Regions from separate parts of the Sus scrofa genome. Here all the other regions are linked to region 3. A link is a contact called in public Hi-C and HiChIP or PLAC-seq data. All regions are on one chromosome and are shown on one strand. Each heading gives the region's core, a stretch centred on a gene start, on an enhancer-like site or on the middle of the called end of the contact. The rest is flanking DNA. Distances are from core to core; before and after follow the strand shown. Region 1 overlaps ARHGAP26 (rho GTPase-activating protein 26). Region 2 has its middle 250 kb from the start of NR3C1. Region 3 holds the start of NR3C1 (nuclear receptor subfamily 3 group C member 1). Region 4 overlaps ARHGAP26 (rho GTPase-activating protein 26).

What was found. A called contact is a pair of places that touch in the nucleus more often than the background predicts. HiChIP or PLAC-seq counts read pairs in DNA pulled down with a chosen protein or histone mark.
Region 1: a contact with region 3 is called in an H3K27ac HiChIP or PLAC-seq map of skeletal muscle. The contact joins the enhancer-like site here to the promoter of NR3C1 in region 3. A contact is called at or near these places in 1 of 5 promoter capture datasets (liver), 13 of 47 Hi-C or Micro-C datasets (embryonic fibroblasts, fetal heart ventricle, fetal skeletal muscle and 6 more) and 1 of 2 datasets of contacts at active chromatin or transcription factors (skeletal muscle).
Region 2: a contact with region 3 is called in a Hi-C map of embryonic fibroblasts, with 5 times the contacts expected there. The contact joins the enhancer-like site here to the promoter of NR3C1 in region 3. A contact is called at or near these places in 5 of 47 Hi-C or Micro-C datasets (embryonic fibroblasts, liver and skeletal muscle) and 2 of 2 datasets of contacts at active chromatin or transcription factors (alveolar macrophages and skeletal muscle).
Region 4: an H3K27ac HiChIP or PLAC-seq map of skeletal muscle shows a contact between it and region 3. The contact joins the enhancer-like site here to the promoter of NR3C1 in region 3. A contact is called at or near these places in 9 of 47 Hi-C or Micro-C datasets (alveolar macrophages, embryonic fibroblasts, fetal heart ventricle and 6 more) and 1 of 2 datasets of contacts at active chromatin or transcription factors (skeletal muscle).

The regions. Positions count from the first base shown.
Region 1 is chr2:144,766,218-144,768,917 of Sscrofa11.1, forward strand. All of the region lies in intron 22 of ARHGAP26 (rho GTPase-activating protein 26), which reads left to right. Among named protein-coding and RNA genes, the nearest start is that of NR3C1, 160 kb to the right of the region's middle. Within about 2 kb of position 1,349, at least 33 of the 83 cell types and tissues checked have an H3K27ac peak or open chromatin away from gene starts, as enhancers often do. A contact at or near this core is called in embryonic fibroblasts, fetal skeletal muscle, liver and 3 more, where this site is marked.
Region 2 is chr2:145,177,241-145,179,968 of Sscrofa11.1, forward strand. No RefSeq gene overlaps it. Among named protein-coding and RNA genes, the nearest start is that of NR3C1, 250 kb to the left of the region's middle. Within about 2 kb of position 1,396, at least 17 of the 83 cell types and tissues checked have an H3K27ac peak or open chromatin away from gene starts, as enhancers often do. A contact at or near this core is called in embryonic fibroblasts, liver and skeletal muscle, where this site is marked.
Region 3 is chr2:144,928,250-144,931,162 of Sscrofa11.1, forward strand. It overlaps NR3C1 (nuclear receptor subfamily 3 group C member 1), which reads right to left and starts at 1,448. Exons shown (of 10, transcript NM_001008481.1): 1 at 1,079-1,448.
Region 4 is chr2:144,705,539-144,708,390 of Sscrofa11.1, forward strand. The region is part of intron 20 of ARHGAP26 (rho GTPase-activating protein 26); the gene reads left to right. Among named protein-coding and RNA genes, the nearest start is that of NR3C1, 220 kb to the right of the region's middle. Within about 2 kb of position 1,328, at least 24 of the 83 cell types and tissues checked have an H3K27ac peak or open chromatin away from gene starts, as enhancers often do. A contact at or near this core is called in alveolar macrophages, mesenteric adipose tissue, retroperitoneal adipose tissue and 2 more, where this site is marked.

The DNA of each region.
Region 1 (2,700 bases), core at 99-2,598, 160 kb before region 3:
TAGGGGTCAGGGCAGGGTTCGTTGACACTAGTTTTCTTTTTCACTAGCAATGCCAGTGACCTTTCCAATTCCCTGAAGAGCCAAAGGCCAAATCCAGCCCCAAGAACAACACCGCTCAGTGTGGACTGAGCTGCTGTCGAAGAAGGGGTCTGACAGAGTGTCAGCCGGGGTTCAGACTGGTTGGTTGGTAATGTTTTAGGATGTCCGATATTTGGAAAATGCTACTAATAGCCTCCTTTCCCCCGGCCTTCACCTCTTCCGTAGAAAGGGGGCATTAGAGGAGAAAATAACTATTTCCTTGTTCAGGAGATCTTTTTTTGTTGTTGTTCTCTCTCTTGGTAACTTATTGCTGGAGATACCAAGTAAGAGCAGTTTGAGTTGGATGCTCTGTTGCTGTCAGGTTACATCATCAGACCAATCAGAAGAGAGTTTCCTAGTAACAGAAGAGTGAGCTAGTGAGAGAGAGAGGGTGTGTGTGTGTGTGTGTGTGTGTGTGTGTGTTAGAGAGAGAGAGATCTTTATCAGGATCAAGAAGAAGAGGAGGAGGAAGAGGGAGGGGCACCTGGAGGGGAAAGTCTGTGGTTCATGATGATTCATCTCCAAGCCTCTGGATTCCGGGGACCGCTGCGCATCTGGAGAGGCTGCTCCGTCGGCGTTTGGACTCTGTGCCATGGGGAATGGCTGTGCAATACTCAGAAATAACTCCGCTGTCAGCCCTTGACCGTCTACTAGGAAACTATCCATTTCTCCAAGAGCACCTCAGACAGTAACTGGAAAGAGCAAGAACTCGTGTTCTCAGGAGCATTAGTCATCGAGAAGCAGTGTGATTAGTGGTACCTGGAAAATTCACATGCATTCACTGCAGTCGGCTTCTGGGGATACTTTTAATCAGGATCTGACATGGGCGGGATCCTTCATTCCCAGGGTACAGGCTGGGCTGCCCCCGGTGTCCTTTGCTAATAAAGGACCTCTCAGGCCGTGGGGCGATGGGGGAGTTCCTCGGTGGAGCCTTTCAACCTCCCCCCAGGGCGTGGCCGCCAGCTGCCGGACTGGTCTCGTCACTTGCATTCCTGCCTCCCGTAACCCACGCTCTGCACAGCAGCCAGGCTGATCTTCGAAAAATGGAAGTCGCGTGTTATTCTCCTGCTTCTGGTGCTCGAGTAGCCTCCTGTTGCTCTTAGCATCATGGGCGCGGAGCTCTTGGTCCTGCGCCTGCCCTCTGGCCCCTCTCACCCTAGCTCGAGTCACGGCAGCCTCCGGGAGCTTCTTTATGTTCTCAGAGTCAGCAAACCCTGACCTGCCAGTGGAATCCAGCCCGCAGCCTGTTTTTGTAAACAAAGCCTCCCTGGAACCCAGCCACCCGTGTCTCTCTGCTCACATGTTCTCTGTGGCACAACAGTAGCAGAGTTGAGCAGTGACACAGCGATGATGAGGCTTTTTCAGAAAAACTTGCAGACCGCTCTTCGGAAACCACAAGCTTCTCCCCATCTCGGGCCTTTACCCTCGTGTAATCCCCTGCCTGGCCGGCTCCTTTGGATTATTTAGGTTTCAGGTTTCCGAGCTCCCCGCCCCCCCTCCGCCCCGCCCCCTGCCAGTCTCTTGCGCCCCGCTCAGGCTTACTCTCTGTCTAGATGGTTCCTCCCCAAGAGCAGACTCTCATCCGCTTGTTCTGTCCTGTGGGCAGGGACCTGGCACCGTGTGTTTGTTCAGTGAGCCCACATCTTCAGCTACACAGGGGTCTGTGTCTCTTGCAGCCAGGGCTGCTTCCGCTTGGAGCAGCGGGCCATCAGAGGTCTTAGTCCCACACTTGCTCCTGGTCCACAGCGCATGAAGGTGCCAGAGGAGCATGAGCCACATGTGTGCAGGGGCGTATGGTGTGGATGTGGATTGAGCTGAGAGAGCGTAGCTGGCGGGGCAGGCCTGTGTCAGCACCTGCTTATATTTATCACATGCCTGCTGGGCTGGCATAGACTCCTGCATGTGTTTGCATAGCACCGGGGACACTGGTGCCATTCAGAAGGTTGGACATGGGTGTGACTCAGCCCAGCAAGTACTTCTGAGCATCTTCGACGTACAGAGCATTGAGCCGGGCCCACGTGGTAGCGCCAAAGGCCACAGACCCTGGAGTCAGGTGTCCTGAGTTCAGATCCACCTCTGTCGTGCACTGTCATTTGGGGCAAGACACTTAACTTCTCCAAGCCTCTGTTTCTCGTCAGTAAAACGAGAATACAGGCAGAGCCCTCTTCGAGGTCTTTCTGAAGGCAAGAAGAAGAGATGCAGGTGAAGCCCTTAGCAAAGGGCCCACTGCTTAGTGTGGGCTCGCCCCGGCCCGTTGTGCTGATCCTCCAGGAGCCTGTTTTCTGGTTGGATAAAGGATCGTGCCGTGGAAAAGCGCTTGGTCCCTGGGCTCAAACAAGCCAGGTGCAAATTCTGGTTCTACTGTTGGGACCTTGCACAAATGAATTTGCCTCTCTCCACCTTGATTTTCTCATCTGTGAAATGGGGGTAGTAATATGACAAGCTACGATCTTTAAGACCAAGTGAGTGAATATATGTTTAAATCTCTTAGTTCATGGCTGTTTCCAAGTCTCCATTTGTAGTTGTTCACCTCTGGTTTTGTTGTGTTTTTTAAATGTGCGACCTGCAGCATATGAAAGGTCCCAGTGCAGGGATCGAACCAGAGCCCCTGCAGAGACAGTG
Region 2 (2,728 bases), core at 146-2,645, 250 kb after region 3:
GAAAAATTAGGAAGAATCAAGTAAAACTCAGCAATAAATTGCCCTCACAGGTTCATAGAGAATAGGATGGACTGGGAATTTGGGGTTGGTAGATGCAAACTAGAACATTTAGAATGGATAAGCAACGAGACCCTACCGTAGAGCATAGGGAACTGTATTCGATCTCTTGGGATACAACATGATGGAAGATGACATGAGAAAAAGAACATATGTGTGTGTGTGTGTAAATATATATATATCTGTATATATGTATATGTATATATATATATAGTTTGTTGTGTAGCAGAAATTGGCACATTATACTTTAATTTTAAAAACAGCTTATATTTTTATGAAATGTATACTGCTTGACAGGTGCCACTATAAGTATAAATAGCATCATTCCTAATTTACAGATGAAGAAACTGAGGCTTTGGAGCTATTGGATCAGAGAGATAGAAAGGGGTGGACCTGGGGAACCCAGTGCTCACTGGCCCAAGTGGGTCAGGTGCCTTTTGGGAATCACCTCTATGATGAGATGGATCAGAAACCCTGGCTGATGAGACCCAGTCTCATACACACTCCTTCCTGTGTTTGGCAGAGGACAGAGAGTAGTGAGGAAACAGGTGTGTCCCAGCAAAAATGCATTTCATAAAACACGGAGAAGAGAAGTTGCTTCATGCTTTGTATGTAGCAGGGGCTGGCCATGAGCCCCTCCCCCTACATGCCCCCTTCTCCCCCACCCCGACCAAACCCTTTAAGCATCTCTTGAAAGCTGCTATGAACTGAGGAATATATTTAAAATAGCTGGTCTCAAACCAATAAGGAGAATAAAGAAAGAAGCATAAACATTCTTTGAGGGAGTTCCTATTGTGGCTCAGTGGTAATGAAACTGTCTAGTATCCATGAGGACAAGGGTTTGATCCCTGGCCCTGCTCAGTGGGTTAAGGATCTGGCATTACCATGAGCTGTGGTGTAGGTCACAGACGCAGCTCAGATCTGGTGTTGCTGTGGCTGTGGTATAGGCCGGCAGCTGCAGCTCCTATTTGACCCCTAGTCTGGGAATTTCCATATGCCATGGGTGCAGCCCTAAAAAAAAAAAAAAAAAAAAAAAAAAAAAAAAAAAAAAAAAAAAAATTCTTTTGAGCACAGAACAGAGATCACTAAGTCCAGGCAGTGAACTCTGCATATGTGACTAAGAAGGGAGTTCCTTCCATCTCACCCAGAAACCATTTTTGGTTTGATATCAAGTCATTATCGTAAGCTTGGTTATGTGGCTTAACCAACCAACCCCACCCCAACCAACAAAGGAACGAAGGGCATTCCCTGGTCCCTGGGGCAGCATGTCCCCTTCGTGTTGCTGTACTCTCTCACCTCCAGCCAGCAGGGGCAGACAGCCTGGGACATAAATCCTAGTCCTGTTGCTCTGGGACCTTTAAGCCTCCTTCAGTGAGTCAAGCACAACAGATTTCACAGTAATAGCGCCAGTGTTCCCAGGATAATTTTCATTCCATTTTAAACTGTAATGGTTGCAAGAGCAGTAAGTATGCTCAGCTAGTGCAGCCGCACAGCTTGGATATTGTACTTGGCTCTACTAAACTGGATCAGGGGAGTGCCTGCCAACTTGTGATTTGCAGATGGGTCGGGTAGACAGAACTGGGTAACTCCCTCTCCACCCACCAGCTTTGTCCTGCTCCCAGTCTCTCTCGTCACTGTGCTGCATGGAAGGTCCCGGTATTGCCCAGAGTAAATGTGCCCCCTTCTTGGTTCAGGCAAACAAGAGTGGGTGGTCTCTCTCTGGCTGTTTCCTATCCATAGAGACACTCTCTCTATTCCAGTAACGTGCCTAGTGCTAAGGTGGATCCACATGGATAAAAGTAGACTTAAGAGAGAAGTGGCTTTTCAAGAGCAGAAAGAGCGAAAAAGACTCTCACATATCTTGAGGGAGACTTTGGGGACCCTGTGTATCTTCGGGCACCCAGCAGCAGTGAGTGTCAGGGGTGAAAGCTGGGGTTTAGGTCTGGCCAATTTGGGTGCTGATCCCAACTCTGTGTGTGCCACCCTGTGTCCTGGGACAATTTAGTTTTCCTCAGCTATAAAATGGGGATATTACCGGTACCGACAGCCCAGGTGGCTGGGAGTCTCCATTAAGATAATCTGTGCAAAGGGCTTAGTAGTGAGTCAACCCCCAGAATTTCCAGGTATCCCAGAAATGCGAACTCCCATGGTTATTATTATCATAATTGTTACGATTATTAGTAGCTATATAGGTAACATAAGAGTGTTAAGAATGTTCCCTCTTTGAACAACGTCAGGTTGTTCGGTCAGTAGTTTTTGTTTTCTTTTCTGATGTGGAAAGACAAAAAACCACAAGACTATATTTGGAGTTTGACAGTCCTGGAGTTAAGCCTGAATCTGATTATTTATTAACAGCCTGATTTCAGAATTGCTGCTTTCTGAGTCTCAAGTTTCCTCCAAGTAAAATCTCAGTTAATTCACCTTAAACATGGAATAACAAAGTAGCCAAGTCAGAGGAAGCTGGCTTTTTTTGTTGGTTTGTTTTTTTCTCCCCCTTTCTTTTTTGTTCTTGTTTTTGGCTGTGGCTCTGGCATGTGGAAGTTTCTGGGCTACGGATTAAACCCGTGCCACAGCTGTGAGGCGGATTCTAAGTCTGCTGAGCCACCTTGGAACTTTGGGAGGAAGCTGGTTTTGATGATTAGGTACACCGTAAACACTCGGTGATGTTACT
Region 3 (2,913 bases), core at 198-2,697:
AACGATCTCTAAACACCACGAATCAACTGGAGCCTAATGAATTTCCAGGCCGCTTTGACAGCTGCCTTCAAACTCGAAACCAAAACAATACTCCATAAAACGAAACGAACCCTCAAAGGACCTAATACCCCCGTTTACATTGCAAATAACCCTGTCCCAGTAATCGGCCTTAACGAACCATGGCCAGGGGTCTTAAGTGGCATTACAGGGCTGCAATTACCACGTCTGCAATCTCCCAGCGACAAACCAGCGCGTGTCACAAACCGCACCACGCAGCGAGTATGGCTGGGGAGGGTCTTTTCCTAAAGGGGGCCGCTTCCAAACGTCAGACGCGAAGGGATGCCGAGCGCCAAAGAACAAACCTTCGGAGGAGGGGGCGAAAGCAAGTGCGGGGTTCAAAGAGAAATGTGTGCAGACCTGTTGAGTTCTTCCCCCGACACGCCCACTTCCACCAGACAACGCCAGCCCGGCCCAAGTCTCCGAGGGGCAGGCTGTCAGCCCCCCGCATGTGTCCACGCGCGCACACACACAGACACACACACCCTGAGCGCCCGCCAGCAGGGAGACGCACTGGCACCTCGGCACAGACCCTGCTCGCGCTCGGGCGCTCTCGGTGGAGTGCAAAGACTCGGGCGAGTAGGATCCAGATGCGGCTCAGCGTTCACCCGCAAAGGGGATGTCCGGGAGGCCCTCCTGGGAGCGAAAAGCAAAGGGACGTGGGGGCCAACACACAGAGGCAAGGACGCCTGGCCAGGGAAGCCGAGGCTGGAAACCCGGGCGGCTCGACGAGGCTCCACTCGCTGCGAGCTCGGGTTCCTCCCCCTCGGCCCGGCCCGGGGACCGCGGCCCAGGGAGAGGAAGAGGCCAGCGCTGTCACCCGCCCGCTGCCCTTTCGTCACCACCACCGGGCCCTCGCTGGCCCCCACCCCCACTCCCCGCGGCTAATAAAAGTTTGCAGGCTCCGGCGGCGGCCCGGGAGCCGGCCCCCGAGCCCCAGCCCCGCACCTCGGGGGGCGAGCGCCCTCGCGGCCCCAGCCCCGGCCCCGGCCCGTCCTGCCTGCCGCTCCCCTCCCCTTACCTCTGCCCGCGGCGCCGCTCACCGCCGCCGTCCGCGGCTCCCACCGCAGCCGAGATAAACAACTTAGCGTGTGAAAGCAGGAGGAGCGGGAGCGATTTTTTTTTTCTTAAAAAAAAAGGAAGTAAACAGCCGCCCCCTTCTCCATGGGGGGAGGGGAGGGCCCCTAGCGAAGAAAGTCCCCCATTTCCCCGCTGACAAGCCGGCCCCCCGCCCCGCTCCGCCGGCCGGGGCTCCCGGGCGCGCGTCCTCGCTGCCGGCGCCCCGCCGCTCCAGCCGCTCCAGCCGCGGCGGCTCCTTCCACCCACGAGAACCCGTCCCCGACGGGCGGGCGGTGACTCGGGCTCCCGTCACAGACTCGAGCTCGCAAAATGGAGGAGGAGGAGGAGGAGGAGGGGAGGCAGCGCGGACACGCGAAAGGGCCGCCCGGCCGCGGCGAGCAAGCGGGACCGAGCTGGGGGCGGGCGGAGGCGGCGCCACGGCGCGTACACACTCGCACACACACGCGCTCCCACTCCACCCCCGGCCGCTCCCCGCCCGAGGGGCCGCGCGGCGGCGGCGGCGAACGATGCAACCTGTTGGCGACGCTCGGCAACTGCAGGGGCGGCCGTGGCCCCCGCCCCCACGCCCTCCGCGCCCGCCCCGCCGCCCCGGCCGCGACGGCGCCTGCACGCCGGCGGCCCCAGGCACGGCCCCCACCCAGGCAGCCCTCCGGCCGCGCGGGGCCGATCCCCGTCCCCCGACCCCCCCCCCCGCCCCAGGAAAAAAGAGGCGGCGGCGGCCGACCTGGTCTTTCTGGGACGGGCTCCGGAGGGAACCGAGTTTCTCTAGTTTCTCTTCGCCGCTCCTTCCCGCCCCCGCCCAGCTCTGCGACTCCGGACCCACTCCGGGGTTCGCCCTGTCCCTCGGCGGCCACCGCCGCCGGCGTCCCAGCGGGTGACAGCGGGCTGGCTGCGGGAGCCAGGGCGCGGCCCGCAGCACAGCCGCGGGGGTGGTCCGCGCCGTGGCCCCCGGGCCGAACTGTGCGAAGCGTGTCACTTCACACGGGGCTGCGGGGTTGCACGGAAACAGTGCCGCAGCGCGTCGGCCGCTTGCGGGACTGGAAGGCCAGACACGCCCTCTGGGGAGGCTTCGGGGAGCGGAGGGGGTCCGCGCATACGTACTCTGGGCCCGGGGAGAGTCGCGTGCCGGAGGGTCCCCCTCCCCCGCATCGTCTGGGCGGCCCACTCTGCAGCCGCCGCCGCTCGTTCGCACCCGGAGAGAAGTTGCAAAGCAGAACCCACCCTCCCCCGCGCCCCGACCGTCCCCCACCCTCTTCCCCGAGTCTGCGAGGCGGCGGCGGCGGCAGAAGAAGGCGCCGCCTGCCAAGTTCAACCCCCAGCCCGCCCTCCCTCCCTCCTAGCGCGCTCACACTTGAAGGAAGTTGCACGCCAAATGCAAAACCTCCGGCGAACTAGATTTCTTTGCACTTTTTAATTATTTTTTAAAGGAAAGCAGGAGGTGGCAGGCCCCAAATCAAGTTGCAGGCGAAACAGTAAGTTGCTTGCAAAGTACACCCTCCTCCCCCCGCCAACCCCGCAACTCCTGACCTCTCTTTCCACCCCCTCCAGGGCCCGCATCCAAGTTTCCCGTGGAGGCCCCTCGCCCCCGAATCTTGACATTTGCTGCACTCTCCTCAAAGCGTCGCCCACCCTTTCGTGTTCGTGGGACCCCTGCCCCTCCAAATAAAACAGAACACACGCAGCTTTAAAATGTCAGCATTAAACTCCTTCCAGCTGTGCCCGTTAGGCGCCTCCTCCTCGGCTCGAAGGAAACACGTGGCCCTTCCCCAAAGAGAG
Region 4 (2,852 bases), core at 78-2,577, 220 kb before region 3:
GTTGCTTGGTAATAGAAGATGCTCTTCTTACCAGCCCACTTCAATCCTTTCTATCTAGAAAGCCTTTGGTGGGTTACCTGTGGCCAAGAGTCTTTGCAGCCTCTCCCATTAAGAGGCGGAGTCCTTGAATCTAGGTGGGCCTTTACCCTCTGACTGTTTTGACCAACTCTAAGCCCAGGCCCTCTTGGACCCCAGATGCCATGTCAAGAGCCCAGGCCAGCCTACTCAAGGACGGAGGACGACTAGCAAGAGGGCCTGCGGCCCCAGCCAAGCCCGACACCCCCAGCCACGCATCAGTGGATACAACCACATGAGTGAGTCCAGGAAAGACCAACAGAAAAGCTGCCCAATTAACCCACAGATTCGTGGCAAAGAATACACCAGGGTTGTTTCAAGCTGCTGAATGTAGGCCAGTTCTCTCAGCGATAGTTAACTGACCCAAGTCAGAGTCACAGGCAGCTGCCTTGGGATGGGGCTGGGGCTGGGCTGCGCAGGAAGGTAGAAGCCATGGGAGCTTCTCGCTGTAGCACAGTGGTACGTGGAGATTAGCCCTTCCATTTGCAGAATCTTCTTTGAAAGAAAATGACTCATAAATGAGATTCTAAGAAGTTAGGAAACAAAACAAAACCCACAGCTAATGGCTGAGGCAACAAGAAAGATAGTTCTAACATTGGCGTGCAAAGCCGGAAAGCCTGGGTTTGATCCTGGCACCACCAGTGACTGTCCATCCGGTGACAGTCCTTGGCCCTAAGCCTTCCCCTGAAGGCGGAAGGAGTGGGGCTGACCTGTCCCTGAGAATGGAGATGCTTCACCGGGTGCTCACGGAGGGCTGCAGAACTAGAAGCCACTCTCCTCTCCCAGTGACAAATAGCGTTGGCATCAGGCCACCGCTTTTCTGGAAGATCTTGATTTTTAAGGAGGAAGTAAACAAATGCTGAGAAAGAAGTCAGGGGATGTCCCATGAGGCACTAAAGATACTGCAGTAATTCCCCCAAATTAAAAACCACGAGGGGGATGCTTTTTTCTGACCGCTGGGGTAGGGGTGGCGGGGCTTGTTAGGATTAAGAGAAGGCGGTGAGGACAGAGCACGGTTCCAGCAGTGGAGGAACCCAGCCTTGGAGTTCTCCCTGCCTAAGTGGTCCCCACCCCTAAAAAATAACTCACTGCCCAGTAGCCCCATAAATGAAACTAATTTTTCTCATCCTTTCCGCTTAACACACACACGCATTTGCAAGTTATTTCTGGTGACCTAAAAGCTGTGTGCATGCCAAATGCCTTCACACGCTGCCAGAGTCAACCGTCCCGTCCGGTTTTAGTGGCCAGTGAGCGGCTAGAGCACAGGCCCTGGAATTCAGAGGATAAACAAGGCCCGCTTCCAGGCGGAGCTGTTTCTCTGGAGCGCCGTTGGCTCCTTCTGAATTTGATTCGGCGACTCTCAGATGCAACCTGGGGCGAGCTTTTGCCTGGGGAGAGAGAGCTCCAATTTTACTTATGGTTTACCTGTTCAGGCGAGATTCGCTCAACAAAAATGGTTGGAACACTGGCTGTGGGCCCAGCGTCATTCTGCGTGCTGAAGAAAGGGTGACTTAAAGAAAAAAGAAATTAGATGGCGCTCTTGTTGTGGCTTAGTGGGTTAAGAACCCAACTTAGCGTCCTTGTGGATGCAGGTTCGATCCCTGGCCTCGCTCGGTGGGTTAAGGATCCGGCATGGCTGTGGCTGTGGCTGTGGCACAGGCCAGGGCGGCAGCTCCAATTCAGTCCTAGCCCGGGACCTTCCATCTGCTGCGGGTGTGGCGCTAAAAAGAAAGAAAAAATTAGAGTTTCTGCTCTCATTGATTTTATATTCTTGTGGAGACAGAAGGAAGTCAGTGTCTCGTATATCAGATGTTGAGAAGTTGAGCTTCGGGGGGCCTCTCCCACACTGTCCTTTCTGCCCCTCTGTTCCCCCAATCCTGATGTGTATGTTTCAGGTGCTAAGAGATGGTCCAGGCTGTTCTTCTGCCCATCTTCCCCCACCAGCCTCCTGTCTTGACAGCCTGGAGCTCTCTGGCAGTCCCTGAAAAGGAGGAACGTCTCCTCCGGAGGCAGGTGGTGCCCACCTTCAACCTGGACCCGCTGGGGTAGGTAGGCAGGCGTGTTCCTGAAACTTTCAGAAACCTCTGCATCCCACGGGGTACCTGATAAGCTGCATGCCTACCTGTTATTTATTGAGACCACATGAATCACTAAATGAATAATATGCATTAGACAAGGGATAACTCACGGCCTCTGTTTTAAAAGGAATTTTACCCATCTAAGTGCTATTTGATGCCAAAAGAGTTACACCCAAACAGGCAGCTGTGATTTCGCTGCAGGGATCTCTGTTTGTCGTTCTTTGGGATGCAGGGATTTGAAAGAGGTTGTTTTCCTGGGCGGTTGGATCCGTTTTCTGTGGGAGAGGGCTTTCCCTGTGAGAGCGATCCTGCTTCTTATGCAGCTTTTGCTGAAAAGATCCCTTCAGACAGTTTTGCCTGAAAACCTGGTGGGTGCTTCCCACCTGGAGAAAGAGCTGGAAAGCATGATAATTTTCATAGGGAATCGTTTGCCTGTGCTTCCTGCTCCTCACAACCCGCACGGTGCTTCCAGCCTGCTCCTTCGGGGTCATGTCTTGGCCAAGCCTGGAATCATCCCTCTTACCCCTCGGACTCTGAGGCCACCACCGCCACACTTTCTCCACGTGCCAGGCCCCGCTCCCCTGACGTTTTCGGAGACTGTCACTGATGGGACCTGCACTCTTGTCTTCTGAGAGGCTTCCTGGCAGCGTTTCCCCTTCCCCAGCCAAGATCTCTGTGGCCAGGTAGGAGCCCAACTGG